Linked DNA regions of Mus musculus: region 2 is linked to region 1. A link is a contact called in public Hi-C data. All regions are on one chromosome and are shown on one strand. Each heading gives the region's core, a stretch centred on a gene start, on an enhancer-like site or on the middle of the called end of the contact. The rest is flanking DNA. Distances are from core to core; before and after follow the strand shown. Region 1 has its middle 20 kb from the start of Gm45943. Region 2 overlaps Gm38822 (a long non-coding RNA gene).

Region 1 (7,535 bases), core at 3,997-6,496:
TTGCTTCTTCATAACTGCAATTTTGCTACTGTTATGAACTGTAATGTACATATCTGTGTGTTATGATGGCTTTAGGCAACACCTGTGAAAGGATTGCCCCCAAAGAGGTCGTGACCAATAGGTTGATAACCACTGCTGTAACATGAAGTAAACACAATCTCACATCAGACATTCTGACTCTCTGGCTTTTACAAGCTTTCCAATTTTTGTTTCATGATAATCTTTTACCCTTAGGTATATAGGCTGTTTGCAGACTTAGAACTCTATAGTCAGTTGTGAGGAAGGACTATTCTTAGCAGACTCTGGGTCCCCATGAACATTGTAGGGGAGGAATGATGAGACTGTTGAGCACAAGCAAAAGATAACATTATCTTTATGCAAGCAGAAGAGGTGTAGTTTTTAAAATTAGTGTGTGTGTATGTGTTACTTATATTTTTAGTTATTTGTAACAGCAACTGAATTGGAATCAGTGTGCATTTAGGAAGAGTGGTTGAAAGTTTGGTCTCTTCTGTTTGAAGAGAGAAAAGAAACTATAACTAAAAATATAATTGGCATAAATATCATTTAATGTTTAAGATTAGAATCTTGCCGGGTGTGGTGGCACACGCCTTTAATCCCAGCACTCGGGAGGCAGAGGCAGGCGGATTTCTGAGTTCGAGGCCAGCCTGGTCTACAAAGTGAGTTCTAGGACAGCCAGGGCTATACAGAGAAACCCTGTCTCAAAAAACAAACAAACAACAAACAAACAAACAAACAAACAAAAGATTAGAATCTTGACTTTACCAAATAAAGCATTGGAGAGTCATGAATTCAGATAGCCATTGGGAAAATGTACATGTTGATGAAGTCAAACATTGTACCCTGCTGGTGTTTTGTGAAGACTTTTCAATGATTTTCAAAGAAATCAAATCGAAACATCTTTGGTGATTATACTTTAGAGAAGTGAGAAGGTTTTTGGGTTTCCTGCCAGTGCGAGCTGAAGAAAAGGGAACTCCAGGGATTCTTTGGACATTTCCTTTTGTGTCCCTGCTACTGGATGTGCCTCAGGAAAAAGCAAAGAGCTTCTGGCCAAGGAGGAAGCAACCATGAGAAAGCTAAGCCCACACTAAGAACTGGCAGTACCTTCAGTGACCCACCAGCATTGTTCAAGCCCAACCTATCTTCCTGTTTTCATGGAACTTGCAATCATATTTTGCATTTAACTGTCACATATTGCAACAACTTGGGACTTGCTATCAAACTTATTTCCATACAAACTCCTCCACTCTACCAAATTTAAATACGATTGGCAAAACGAGCATAGCTACAAATTTAACCTATCAAAGCTGAACAGGCATTGTTTTCTGTTATGTTCTTTGAGCTAAACCTTAATTTTAAATAGTCTGGAATCAATTTAAAAGTCTCAAAGTATAAGCAACAGAAACCAAAGTTACTTGGCATCATCAGAACCCAATTCTCCTACCACGGCAAGTCCTGGATACACTATCACACTGGAAAGGCAAGATTCTGATCTAAAATTACTTCTCATGATGGGGAGAGAGAACTTTAAGATGGAAATAAATAACTCCCTTAAAGAAATACAGGAGAACATGGATAAACAGCTAGAAGCCTTTAAAGAGGAAACACAAAAATCCCTTAAAGAATTACAGAAAAACACAACCAAACAGACAAAGGAAATGAACAAAACCATTCAAGATCTAAAAATGAAAATAGAAAAAATAAAGAAAGCACAAAGGGAGACAACCCTGGAGTTAGAAAACCTAGGAAAGAGATCAGGTGTCATAGATGCAAGCATCACCACTAGAATACAAGAGATAGAAGAGAGAATCTCAGGTGCAGAAGATACTATAGAAAACATTGACCCAACAGTCAGAGACAATGCAAAACGCAAAAAGCTCCTAACCCAAAACATCCAGGAAATCCAGGACACAATGAGAAGACTAAACCAAAGGATAATAGGTATAGAAGAGAGTGAAGATTCCCAACTAAAAGGGCCGGTAATTCAGTAAAATTATAGAAGAAACATTCCCTAACCTATAGAAAGAAATGCCCATGAACATATAAGAAGCCTACAGAACTCCAAATAGATTGGACCAGAAAAAAATTCCTCCTGTCACATAATAATTAAAACATCAAAAGCATTAAACAAAGAAAGAATATTAAAACTAGTAAGGGAAAAAGGTCAAGTAACAAATAAAGGCAGACCTTACAGAAAAAAAAAAGAGCAAAATTAAGGCTGTGGAAAGAAACAAACGATACACACATTGACCAATTCTGTGGAAAGACTGTGGGCCACAGGGTATTTGTGTTTCCAGTACCATAGTGTTCTTGCATAATAAAATAAAGTGAAAATAAAAATAAAAATAAAGTAAAAGTGTAAGCAAAGCTAGTTTACTCAAGCAAATGGCAAGTGTTCTCATGCAGTGGGGGCAGGAGAGTGGGGGAGGTATAGGAGGAGAGGGAGAAGGAGAAGATGAGAGAATATAGCAGTACAGCTTTGCCACAGATAACTTAAGGGCAAAACAGTAACTTCTGGTATTTGCTATTTTCACTAATTATCCATGCCTTTTTGCCTGGGTTTTAAGAGGACTGAAAGGGTTGCCTGCGTTTGTGCCTTGGTGATAAGTCCTTTATTTCTGAAACATGTCTGTTCTGAAAATCTAAATACTGTGCTCATTTAAACGTGTGAAGGTCTTCACACGTTTAAATGTTAAATCACATACAAACTAAATATCCTCTGCTTGAAATAAAAATATGTACTACCTACTTTTCTTACACTGTGATAAAATACTTTAACAAAGGAAACTTTAGGAAGAAAGGGTTTATTAGTCTCTGAGCTTGAGGGCATATTGCATTATGGCGAGGCAGTTCTGGCAGCCGGGACATTTGATCACACTGCATCTGCATCCAGGAAGCAGAAAGAGATGGATTCTGGTGCCTAGCTTGCTTTCTCCTTATTCAGGAGAGAGAGAGAGACAGAGAGAGAGACAGACAGAGACAGACAGAGACAGACAGAGACAGAGACAGAGACAGACAGAGACAGAGACAGAGACAGAGGGATAGAGACACAGAAAGAGAATGAGAATGTTTTGGCTAATTAAAAGATAAAAAAATTTAACAGAAATACTTAAATAGAAAAATCATTTGTGAGTCTTGAGATAACTCAGTCAGTAGAGGCAAACAATCACAGGACTGGAAATCTGTGTTTGATCTGTGGATCTCACAAGGTGGAAGGAAGAGAATCTATACCTTAGAGTTGTCCTCTGACCTACAGAAGTGCCAGGCAGGACCCCCCTACACACACACTCCAAAGGGGTCTGGACATATGGGTTTTAATGTACTTAGCATGAAAGGCGTATCTAAAACTAAGACAAGTTCAGAAGAATTGCCATAGAAGACAAAAACCAAAGCTGTTAGAATTTAAATACTTCAGGCTAGTTTTGGATGCCCTACCTACTTTTCTGAATGCAACAATTCTCTTATTTGAAACATTGTCTCATTATATCAAAGGGAAACATGAAGTGTGCAGTAAAGATAGTTAGGGAGGTGGAGTAAAGAGGAGAGGGTTTCCCCACCATCAAGGTGAAGGCCAGTTTGTCCACTTTCTCCGTTTTCATTTTAATTATAGAAATTAGAGCTTTGGAGCTGGAGAGATGGCCGAGCCACTAAAGACTAGGTTCACAAACAAAAATATAAGAAGTTGGAGATTTGTATGGAGAGCAGAACACATGTCCTAGTTTATGTGGCAAATTCTCACTTACACATTTCCCCTCTCCAATATAAATAGTGCCTCCTTCCACTACTTGAAGATTATCTCAGCTACAGATGAAAACTAAAAGTACCTAAGTACATACAAGCAGCACTAACTGGATATTTGTTTCAGACGTGTGTGTGTGTGTGTGTGTGTGTGTGTGTGTGTGTGTGTGTGTGTGTGTGTGTTTATGACATGAAGCTGAGGGGAAAATGTGCTGGGGGTGAGTTCTCAAGGGTCTGGAGGGGGGCCCAGTAGAGTATGTATATACTCAACCTATATTGTATACACATATGAAGAGAAGAAGAATCATTTGCTTGACTCTGGCACCCTCTGGTGATTAAAGCATGAAACATCTTTACACAAACAAGTTTTCCTAAAAGCATTAGGACATTCACATTCTGATGTTGCTTATTCCTAGAGGAGAAAGTAACACGAACTATTAACATTCCAAATTGGACCATCTAACAGTCCTCACTAAACCTCAGCTTTGAATTCCACATCCTTAAACTTTGTCCCTATCGGAGTCTCACCACCACTGCCATCTTTGACACTGTCCAGCATGCCTTTTGTCTCAGATCTTAGTAACTCAGTACACAGATGACCTTCCCAACACTCTTCCCTGCTTCTGCAAAGTTCTCCCAGGTAATGTCTTGGGGGTTGCCACCTCCAATTTCTCTCCCTTTCAAGTCACCATTAGTAACCCAATTCTTCCTGGAGACCCCTCAAGAAGCTCTCAAGAACCTGCTCACCACTCCCTCACTGTGCTGCATCCTGTGTGGTCTTCTTTAGTTCCCATGTTCCCACACCTGCTGAAAGTCCACAATCTTTTGTTGTATTCACACCTCTGAGAGCACCTAAACTCCCTCTTTTACCTAGGCAGACTCTAGACAAAACCCACTAACTAACTTCTCTATTTTTTTTTCATCCTGCATGAAACTGGGGAAAACATATAAGAATAATGACTCATCTGAGTTTAAATTCAGGGTCAAGAATTCTGATGTCTCACTGGTATACAGCTGATACTGTATGGCAGCTAGCCTTAGCCTTTTGCAGTCTCTCTCTCTCTCTCTCTCTCTCTCTCTCTCTCTCTCTCTCTCTCTGTCTCTCTCTCTCTCTCTTTCTGTGTGTGTGTGGGGGGAGGGGGAAAGAGAAAGTCTTGCTATGTGCCATCACTCCTGTCCTTGTCCTTATTTTCCTATTTCAATAGTCATCTGATTCATTCATTCATTCATTCATTCATTCATTCATTCTCCCAATCATATTCACCCCCCCATGCACATGTGTGTATCATTCTTGAGTGATAATATCATTTCCTGCTTTACTGAGAAAATTGAAGCAAAGGGGAACTTTGAGATTACTGGCAGTGCCCACCTTACTGTAATGAGAGGAGCAGTCTACCTTTCTAAGTAAAGGCCAGGGCAGCTGCTTTGCATCAAATCCCATTTCTTTCCTTGCTCAGTGACAGCCCTTTCCCCTTTCTCCTCTGTGTCATCTTATAAATATGAAGTCTTCCAGACCACTTGGCACAGCATAAACATGTTGGTATTTATTTACCCCATCTTCAGTCGTTCTCTCTTTTTTTTTTCTTCTTCAGTTTTTTCAATCGTTCTCTTAATCCCACATTTCCTTCCAATTGTTCTATTGCTCTGCTCTCTTTTACAACAACACTCTTCAAAAACCCCCACAAATTCCATCAGCTCTCTAGTCTTGTCCTTGGGTTCTCTTTCAAACCCACTCTACTCAAACAAAGAGATTAGTAATAAATTGCTGACCTAAATGTGAGATGGTTTTGTAGGCAGCAATAAATATCTGGACTAACTGTCAGAGACAGAAACTTGGGCCTCCTCCAGAGGGAGTGACCTCATCCTAAAACCATGCTGCTTTAGGAGTTGTCCACTTAGGAAGAGCTGGGGATGTGTGGTTCTTGGGGGTTGCAGTCATGAAAGCTAAGTATGGCCTCTCCTATCTGTAATCCCACCGCTAAGGAGGCTGAGTCAGATGAACAGCAAACAGCAAGTTTAAGGCCAGCCTTGGAATCCCAATCACCCAAAGAAATTAAATCAAAGTCATTGATGAGAGCACAATTCCCAAGGAATTAGACCCCAAGGATTTAGAATATAGCATGTTGGTGGAATAATGAAGGTGGCAGTAACAGTTTAAAAAGGATAGCTAATAAAGTTCTAGAGTCCGCAATTGAAAAATCAGAAAATCTCTAACAAAATTTAGACAAAAGATAGCAACATTTATAGAAATAATGGGCCCATTATGTTCAGCCAGGAGATGGGGCATGTCCATCTTCAACTTGACTCTCTGGGATAATACTTCCATCAGTACATTAAAAATTCACTGATGAGAGTCAGCAGGTGGCATAGAAGCTAAAGACACTTGCTGTTAAGCACAATGACCAAAGATCAATCACTAGGACCCACATGGTGGAAGGGGAGAATCAACTCCTCCAAGTTGTTCTCTGACCTTTACATACGCTCTATAGTATCATCGCATGCACCCCTAACCAAATAAATGTTTAAAAATGAATAGATTGGAACTAGAGAACTGGATCAGCTGTTAAGAGTGCTTGCTGTATAATCATAAAAGTCAGAGTTTGAATTGCAGCATCTATGTTTCAAGTTGGACGACTCATGTATGCCTGTAACCCCCACTCTCGGACGGGCCAGAGACAAGAGAATGACTGGGGATTTCTGGCTTCCATCCTACCAAGAAAATGAGTTTCACATTCAGGCAGGGATCATGGCTCAAAGAAGTAGGCACAGGGTAATAAAGGTGGGTATGTTGACTCTCTCTTCTGGCCTCCATGCATGTAGATAAATGTGTGTACTTACAATAAGAATGCATACACTTGGACAGACACATATACACATACATACATACATACATACATACATACATACATACATACATACGTATTTTAAAACTGGTAGCTATGGCTCACATCTAATAAATGCTTTGGTGAGCCAGACACAAAGAAGACATAATAATAGATGACTTAAATCTGAAGAACTCTGTAGGTCAGACAGAATGGTAGGTGTGATTGACATGGAAATGGATACCCTAACCTCAGGATGACAGCAGTGATCTCAAAGGTCAGCAGGTACAGCTTCACTGTTAGAGAGACTGTGGTACAACTTCCATGGTAAGCTAGAGGGATGAGAGGTAACCAGACTTCTCTGACCTGTTGTTGTACTCTATGGCAAGAGCATAATGATCATGGGTCTGAGATCCTCAAACATACACAGGGAAGCAGAAACTTAGGGGGCAAAGCATGCCTTATACCCAATACTCAGCACTAAGTCCATGCAGAGACTGAGAGCCCTCTGAGGAGCATATATTGGAAGATTTTCTTTTTTCTTTTTCTGTAGTGATTCTTTTTATTTTTCAATTTTGAACACACACACATATAAAATATACTTTTTATCTTTCTCCTCATTATCCTCCTTTCCTCCCACCCTCCACTAAATTTTGTCTTCCCCCTTCTGGTTATTTTGTGTGTGTGTGTGTGTGTGTGTGTGTGTGTGTGTCTGTGTCTGTGTCTGTGTGTGTGCACGCGTGTGTGGTTTATATGTGTCCCACTGTATTTAATTAGGATTGCTTGCATGGGGGGAGGGAGAAGGAGATTATTAACAGATACAAATGGAACCTGAGTCTTAGATTAAAATTATTATACAGGAGATACTTATATTTAAAAAGTGTGTTTTATTTAATAATCTTACATAAGAAGTACAATTGATCCTGGTTGAGAACTACTGATAGAAACTAGTATTTA
Region 2 (7,280 bases), core at 4,482-6,981, 150 kb before region 1:
AGTCCCAGAACCAGCCTGTTATGTTAAAGGCCACAGTAACTTTCCAATTAGATGCTCTCACAGGTACACCCAGCTTACTGCTTACTAAAAAGCCCTGATAGACATTTAGGGCTCCCCCCTCCCACCAAAACCATCCTTTGTGATGGTGGTACATGTGTGTGGGGGTGGGTGGTGGTGGTGAGACAGTTATACAGAGAAACCCTGTCTCAAAAAACGAAAAAAAAAAGGAATGCACATTAATTATTTCCTGAGATTAGTTTTTTGTCTGGTTTTTGTTTCCTTTGTGTTAATACATTGGAGATGGATGTGACTAGGCATCTATTTATAATTAAGCTTAGGTTTACTGTGTTTTAATTATCAGGCAAAATGAAAGCTTTCTGAGGTAGAGCTTTTGTTGTATTTACTGCTTTATTCTTTTTTTAGAAAAAAGATTTGTGTATCTTTATATATGCAAGTTCACAGTTGCTGTCTTCAGACATGGCAGGAGAGGGCATCAGATCCAATTACAGATGGTTCTGAACCACCATGTGGTTGCTGGGAATTGAACTCAGGACCTCCAGAAGAACACTTAGTGCTCTTAATCACTAAGCCATCTCTCCAGTCCTACTGCTTTATTCTTAATGCTTATTTATTAAACTCTTTTTGAGTGAGAGAACCAAAAGAAAAAAAGAAAGTCATTACTTGGCTTTCCTCTCACTTTCTGTTCTCTGCAATTTTTAAATTATTTTTTATTTGTTTGTTTGGTTTTGAGGTGGGGCCTCTTGTATTCGTGGTTAGACTTGAACTTTCTGTGTAGCTGAGATTGACCTTGAACTCCAGATCCTCTTGTCTCCACCTTCTCAGCAGAAGGACTACAGGTGTGCACCACCATACCTGATAGATTCCATGCTGGGGAATGGTGTGCTCTTACATGCCACCTCTCTAGCCTCCCTCTCTTTCTTTACGGAGGTAAATATACCATGGAATCTATCATTTCATCCTTTTCAAGTGTGAAGTCTGTGACATGAAGCTTGCTTACAGTGCTGTGAAGCCATCACTGCTCTGCTACATTTCTGTAATCCTAAAGGACACACTGCATTCATTAGAACTTTCTATTTTCCTTCTGCCCAGAACACAGTGACTTCTACTCTCCTATTAGTTTGATTAGTCTAAATAATTACTTGGCCAAATTTGTCTTATTTCAGTTACCATAATGTTTTCAAGTTCATATCACAGCAAATACCAATAATTCCATTCCTTTTATGGCCAGATAAAATTCATTCCATTATATGAATATATTCCATAATATGCTACATTGCATTTATCTGTTCACCTGTTCATGTCTTCTCTTTTACAGTTCTTCAGATTCATAATTTTTAGAGGCCAATGAAACAGCTCTCCACAGTTATGTCTTTGTGTGCCAGAGGCTTAGTTGGCTTCAGCAGCCGACGTGTTCCCTATTATTTTCCTGGTACTTGTTCAGTTGGTATGCTTTGTCTTTAACATGAAAGTGAAAGACCTCAATATTTTCCAAGAAGGGAAAGTTTAAACAGATCTGTTACTGTTTTCTTTTTCTTTTTCTTTTTTCCTTTTTTTCTTTTTCTTTTTTTCTTTTTGGTTTTTTGAGACAGGGTTTCTCTGTATAGCTCTGGCTGTAGACCAGGCTGGCCTTGAACTCAGAAATTCGCCTGCCTCTGCCTCCTGAGTGCTGGGATTAAAGGCGTGTGCCACCATGCCCGGCGCTGTTACTGTTTTCTTAAAGAGAAACAAATCTTTGTTATTATTTAAAATATAAATAAATGATCTTTTTTTACAAGTATTACCCCACCAAGGCAAGAAATATAATCCACTGAGAAATGTTGATGCTTAAGTAGAGCAGACACCACTCATATAGCGAGCTGCAATGGAGCCTTTGCAGAAGTCAGCACTATTCCAAAGACCAACATCTCACATACACACCATGCAGACAGGAGCTTTTCAAAGCCATTGAGTAGATTTTCATCTCCTTTGAATGTTTTTGAGAGTTATTCTCTACATGTTGAGCTATTTTACAAGCAATAGAAAAGGCAATTCTAGAATTTCAAAACAACAGTAGAAGCAGGACTGAAAATTTCATTCTTTATCCAAAGTTGCCAAATATTTAAAAAGCACATGTACATGTCTCTCCTGCTTTATATAAAAGAACAACTGGGAAAACAGAAGCCAGGGCCAGGGTGCAGGCTTAACATGTGAGTGTGTGTGTATGTGTGTGTGTGTGTGTGTGTGTGTGTGTGTGTGTGTGTGTGTGAGTGTGTGTGTGTTATGTGTACCTGTGTCCAAAATAAGTTTGAAGGTACTCTTGACAGTGGCTGAAAGGCACTTTCTGACTTACTATAAGTGCATAGAATATATTAAATATTGAAAATTCTGTGGCTTCAGGAATTTGAAGCTAACTGAGATGTATAGATTTTGGATCTGGTTAATTTTGAAAGATCATGATTTGTTTTGCAGTTTTTAAATAATAAAGTTTATAAAAAATTATCACAAAGTATGCTTTTATTCTTCATTTTGGTACCAAAAAACTTCTTAAGACTTTGCCATAAATTAATATTTTTAAATGTGCTTTGTTCATGCTCTTAACATTTGTACCTTCACTTGACCACCAGAAGTATAAACTTAAGTCAGTTTATCTTAGGCAGGGGGGACATTTCAGCTGAAGGTTGTCATGTCAGCATCTTCTTACTTGGATCATTATAAGAAGTAAGAGTAAGGGCTGGAGAGATGGCTCAGCCATTAAAGGTTAGGCTCACAACCAAAAATGTAAGAAGTAAGAGCCTGGGAATATGAATGTGTCTCAGTATCAGGGATAGAGTACTTGCTGTTGCATGTATAGAGTCCTGAGATTGGTCCTCAGCATCTCACCACCAACACCACCATCACCACTACCACCACCACCACACACACACACACACACACACACACAGATTACAGAGATTTCTTTCTTTTTTTGGGGGATGAGGGGCAGACTGGACTTGAATTCAGAGATCCACCTGTCTCTGCCTCCTCCTGAGTGCTGGGACTAAAGACATGTACCGTGACCACCCAACTCCATGTAGAGTTTTCATTTCCACTAAATTTTGAAAGAGTGGAGTGATCAATCATATTTCCAGCAATTTAGTATCACATCTCCAAATCATCTAGGTATTCATGTTTCTGCTGATGGTGTTTACTACTAAGCTACAAGATGTCCCTGAAAATAACTGACAAAGGAAATCAGCACCATTCAAGTCTATTCTTGCTGTATGCATATATCAGAGCTTGTCTGTAACTTAGTCCTCATTAATGTCCTCTTCCTGTTAGGTTAAAGAATGACAAGAAACAACAAACCTTTGCTGTCCTCTAACTCGGGTAGTATTTTGGCTTCTGACACCTGAATGCCTACTAAGAAGACAATGTCCTGCAGTGGATTCTTCAGCTGACCTCAGGCCACTTTGTTTTCTCAGTGTGTCAGGCTGTGCCTCAGATGCATCTGTGGTAAACAGAAAAGGTCAAATGAAGGCTTGCTTCAATAGTATAATAGGCAACTTTTTGTTGTTGTTGTTGTTGTTGTTGTTGTTGTTGTTGTTATTTGATTTTTGGTTTTTCGAGACAGGGTTTCTCTGCATAGCCCTGGCTGTCCTGGAACTCACTCTGTAGACCAGGCTTGACCTCGAACTCAGAAATCTGCCTGCCTCTGCCTCCCAAGTGCTAGGATTAAAGGCATGTGCCACTACTGCCCTATGTTAGCATTTTTTAACTATTCATTTATTGTGTCAGATCAATCTCCAGAACCCAGAGGAATCTCAGCTGTTATTTTATTGTAAAATATGTTTATACAACTGCACCCAAATGAATTGGCCTCCTTTTATTCCTCAAATGCAGCAAAATAGATGGATACTTATTCATGGTTTTGAACATTTGGTTCCAACATGGAGGCACAGTGTTGGGAGGTAATGAACCCTTTAAGACATGGAGGTCTGACTGGCAGATGTTGGGCACTGGGAAAGCCTTGAGGTTTATCACCCAGTCCTGCTTTGTCCTGTTCATGCTTTCTGGTTTACATCTTCCTATTGCCACAAACTCTACAATGCTATCCACACTAGCATGCTCTAAAAAACATGAACTGAAATAAATCCTTCCTCAACTTGTTCCTATAAGGTGTGATGTCATGGTAGAGACAAATGGCTAACATGAGGAGTAAGGTCAATAGATATGTTATAGATAGATCCATAGATGGATGGATGGGTGGGTGGGTGAATAGATGGATGGATGGATGGATGGATGGATGGATGGATGGATGGATGGATTGATGGATGGGGAAAGCCACCCTAAATGGGTGTTTTATGAAGATAGGACAAGGAGCTACAGAGTGGCTACTTTTCTGAGCTAGCTGGCTGGTGTTGTGGCAGTTTGAATAAAAATATCCCCACAGGCTCATGTGTTTGAATACTTAGCTCCCTTTTTGGGTAGTTCTTCTGGGGAAGTTTCAGGAGGTTTGGCCATCTGGAGGAAGTGTGTAACTTAGATAGGCTTGGAGAATAAGAAAACCATTCCTACTTCTAATTTGCTCTCTCTATTCGGTGCTTGTTATTCAAGAAGTTCCTGCTCCAGTTGTGATGCTTCTATTCTGCCAACTTGGACTCTTATCCTTCTAGAACCATAAGCTCAGATAAACTCTTTTATAAGTAGTGTTGGTCATGGTATTCGATCATAGCAGTAGGAAAGTAACTAATGAAGTATAATTGACTTCTATTTAAAAATAATCTAGTGGCGTTAAATGACTTGTGGGACAAGAAAATATTTGAAACAGAAAGTGTGTGTGTGTGTTATACACTTTTGTACGTGGTGTACGTGGGCGCACACACACACACAGGACACATAGACATAAACACACACACACACACACACACACACACACACACACACACACACACACACTTACCAGAAAGTCTTCCCTATACAGAGGCCCTTCTGACAATGAGCAAAGCCTGATAAGACAGCTCTGGGAAAAAGGAAGTAGAAAAGTTACCTTTCTTCCCTCGCCCTCAAGAGCCTCTCAGTCACTCTCTGTTTTTCAAATTGTCCACAGAGAATTCATATTTTAACCCAAATAAGATATTTGCAAGCATCTATTTACTTGGCATTTGGAAGTAAACATAGAATTCACAAGAATAAATGCTTCAGGAGGAGAAGGGGCTGAATGAAGATCATTATTCTGACTGAAATCATCAGACCCTGGAATGAAACTTGAAGCCAGCAAGTTTGCATGTGCTTTATGCTCTATTATTTGTTACGAAATATTTTTGATAAAGATTTTATAGCCTTATTAAAATAAGAATGATTCATTTATTTATAAAATAAATATGATTTAGTTATTGATTCATTAGTCATTTAACAATGTTTATTGGTCTACTAAATTCCAGCACAAATTATGTATGTTATATATAGTTTGTGTGTATGCTGTACAGTGTGTGTTAAATACAGAGGGAACATGGTAAAGAAAACAGCTTGATCCTGCTCTAATGAATTGTGAGGAAAATATTTTAAATAATGTCACTCAAGTTACAGGTCACAGTTATGTACTAAAAAGGAACAAAATGGAGAGAGAGAATGGAGAGAGAGAGAGAGAGAGAGAGAGAGAGAGAGAGAGAGAGAGAGATGGATGCTGTTGGAAACACAAAAACACAACCTCTTGCCTCAGGGAAGGGGAAGTCAGAAAAAGGAAGTGACTCACAGTCAATGAATGACAGCAATTACTTTGGATGGAGCCCTTGCCTTGGGGCCTCTCCTGATCACTCTTCATAGACCATCCTATTATCACATATAGAACCAGTACGTAAGGGAGGTACTGTAAGCTTTTTCATTTTATTAATGCAAAACAAATCCTAAAATTAACTTATAACATTAAACTGGGGATGATAAGATAATTCAGTGGATACAGGCACTTGCAGCCAGATTCAACTCAGCAAGCCTACTTTGGTCCTCAGGAAGGATATTGTGTAAGGAGAGAATTGATTCCTACTCATTGTCCTCTGATCTCTACACGTGGCACACCTCCTAATAGTGCCCTTCCCTATGGGCCAAGTAGTCAAACAAATGAATCTATGGGGGCCACATCTCCACATTCAACTCCCTGGCCCCCATAGGTTTCTAGCCAAAACATAATGCAAAATGCATTTAGTCCAACTTCAGAAGTCCCCATAGTCTATCACAATCTCAACAATATTTAAAAGTTCAAAGACTCTGGTGAGAGTCATGCAATCTCTTGACTCTAATCCCCTATAAAATCAAAATAAAAAGGCAGATCACATACTTCCAAAATCATAGAAGATACATTACCATTCTAAAATGTCATAGTGAGGAAATACTGGACTGAAAAGGACCAAATGCCAGCTGGGCAGACTCCAAATGCTGCATCTCCATGTCTGATGTTCAACTTCTTTCAGCTTTGTTGACTAAAACACAATCCTTTCTCTTAGACTGGTTCCATTCCCTGTTAGCAGATTTCCCTAGCAGATACCCAACTGCTCTGGCACCTCTAATATCTAGGGGTCTCCAAGGCAACTTCAATTTCACTAAAGTGTTCAATTTTACCAATAAAGACTCAGGAGCCAAATACTGGGGTGAAACCTGCTAGCTCAGAGAGGTGGAGAAACTAACCAGATGACCTTCCTCCTTAGCCAATGTTCTCTCACACTGTCAAAACAAAAACAAAAACAAAACAAAAACCCTCAAACTAAATGTCCCTCCCTTCTACTACCTGTGAGTCTCTGTATCTGTCCTCTGACTTACTCTCTGTGGGTTTTTTCCTAATAATCCTATGTTCACTTCCTGTCAAATAATTGCTTGTTCTGCCTCTTGACCTATGGTTGCCTTCATTTAGTCCTGTTTACAATATTCAAGCAGGGAGCTCTTGAATTAAGAGCTATGTGGGTGCTAGGACTGAGCCACACAAGGAGAAACAGTTTTTTTTTCCAGTAAATAACACAGTCTTGGGGTTCATGGTGGGATCAAATATTCTGCAACATACCTTGGCACTCACCTTTGAGAGCATACACACACAGAGAGTATAATAAAAAGTTGAACAGCAATGTTGGTAGAGCCAAAACCCCAAACCTAAGACCACTTGTTTCAACATTTTTTATCGCTTTCTCAAATTTTACTATCTTTTCATCATAGTTTTAAAATATGCTCTATAAACTTAAAATATGATTGTACAACAAAAATTGGGATGAGCATAGATTCTCCTCTTTTGTGTTGGCTGTTGAATTTGAAGGTTTCAT

What was found. A called contact is a pair of places that touch in the nucleus more often than the background predicts.
Region 2: a contact with region 1 is called in a Hi-C map of the STO cell line, with 2.4 times the contacts expected there. The contact joins two enhancer-like sites. A contact is called at or near these places in 1 of 39 promoter capture datasets (hematopoietic stem and progenitor cells), 8 of 15 datasets of contacts at CTCF or cohesin (the G1E-ER4 cell line, the NIH/3T3 cell line, embryonic stem cells and 5 more), 118 of 484 Hi-C or Micro-C datasets (the AML12 cell line, the AtT-20 cell line, the BV-2 cell line and 67 more), 33 of 115 datasets of contacts at active chromatin or transcription factors (PVALB interneurons, Th17 cells, astrocytes and 20 more) and 6 of 9 other capture datasets (adipose tissue, embryonic stem cells, embryonic tail and 3 more).

What each region holds. Positions count from the first base shown.
Region 1 is chr6:58,600,407-58,607,941 of GRCm38.p6, reverse strand. It overlaps a transcript of Abcg2 not described here. Among named protein-coding and RNA genes, the nearest start is that of Gm45943, 20 kb to the right of the region's middle. Within about 2 kb of position 5,246, at least 24 of the 459 cell types and tissues checked have an H3K27ac peak or open chromatin away from gene starts, as enhancers often do. A contact at or near this core is called in the STO cell line, where this site is marked.
Region 2 is chr6:58,755,237-58,762,516 of GRCm38.p6, reverse strand. It overlaps Gm38822 (a long non-coding RNA gene), which reads left to right. Exons shown (of 3, transcript XR_869136.2): 3 at 3,319-4,172. Among named protein-coding and RNA genes, the nearest start is that of Gm38822, 55 kb to the left of the region's middle. Within about 2 kb of position 5,731, at least 11 of the 459 cell types and tissues checked have an H3K27ac peak or open chromatin away from gene starts, as enhancers often do. A contact at or near this core is called in the STO cell line, where this site is marked.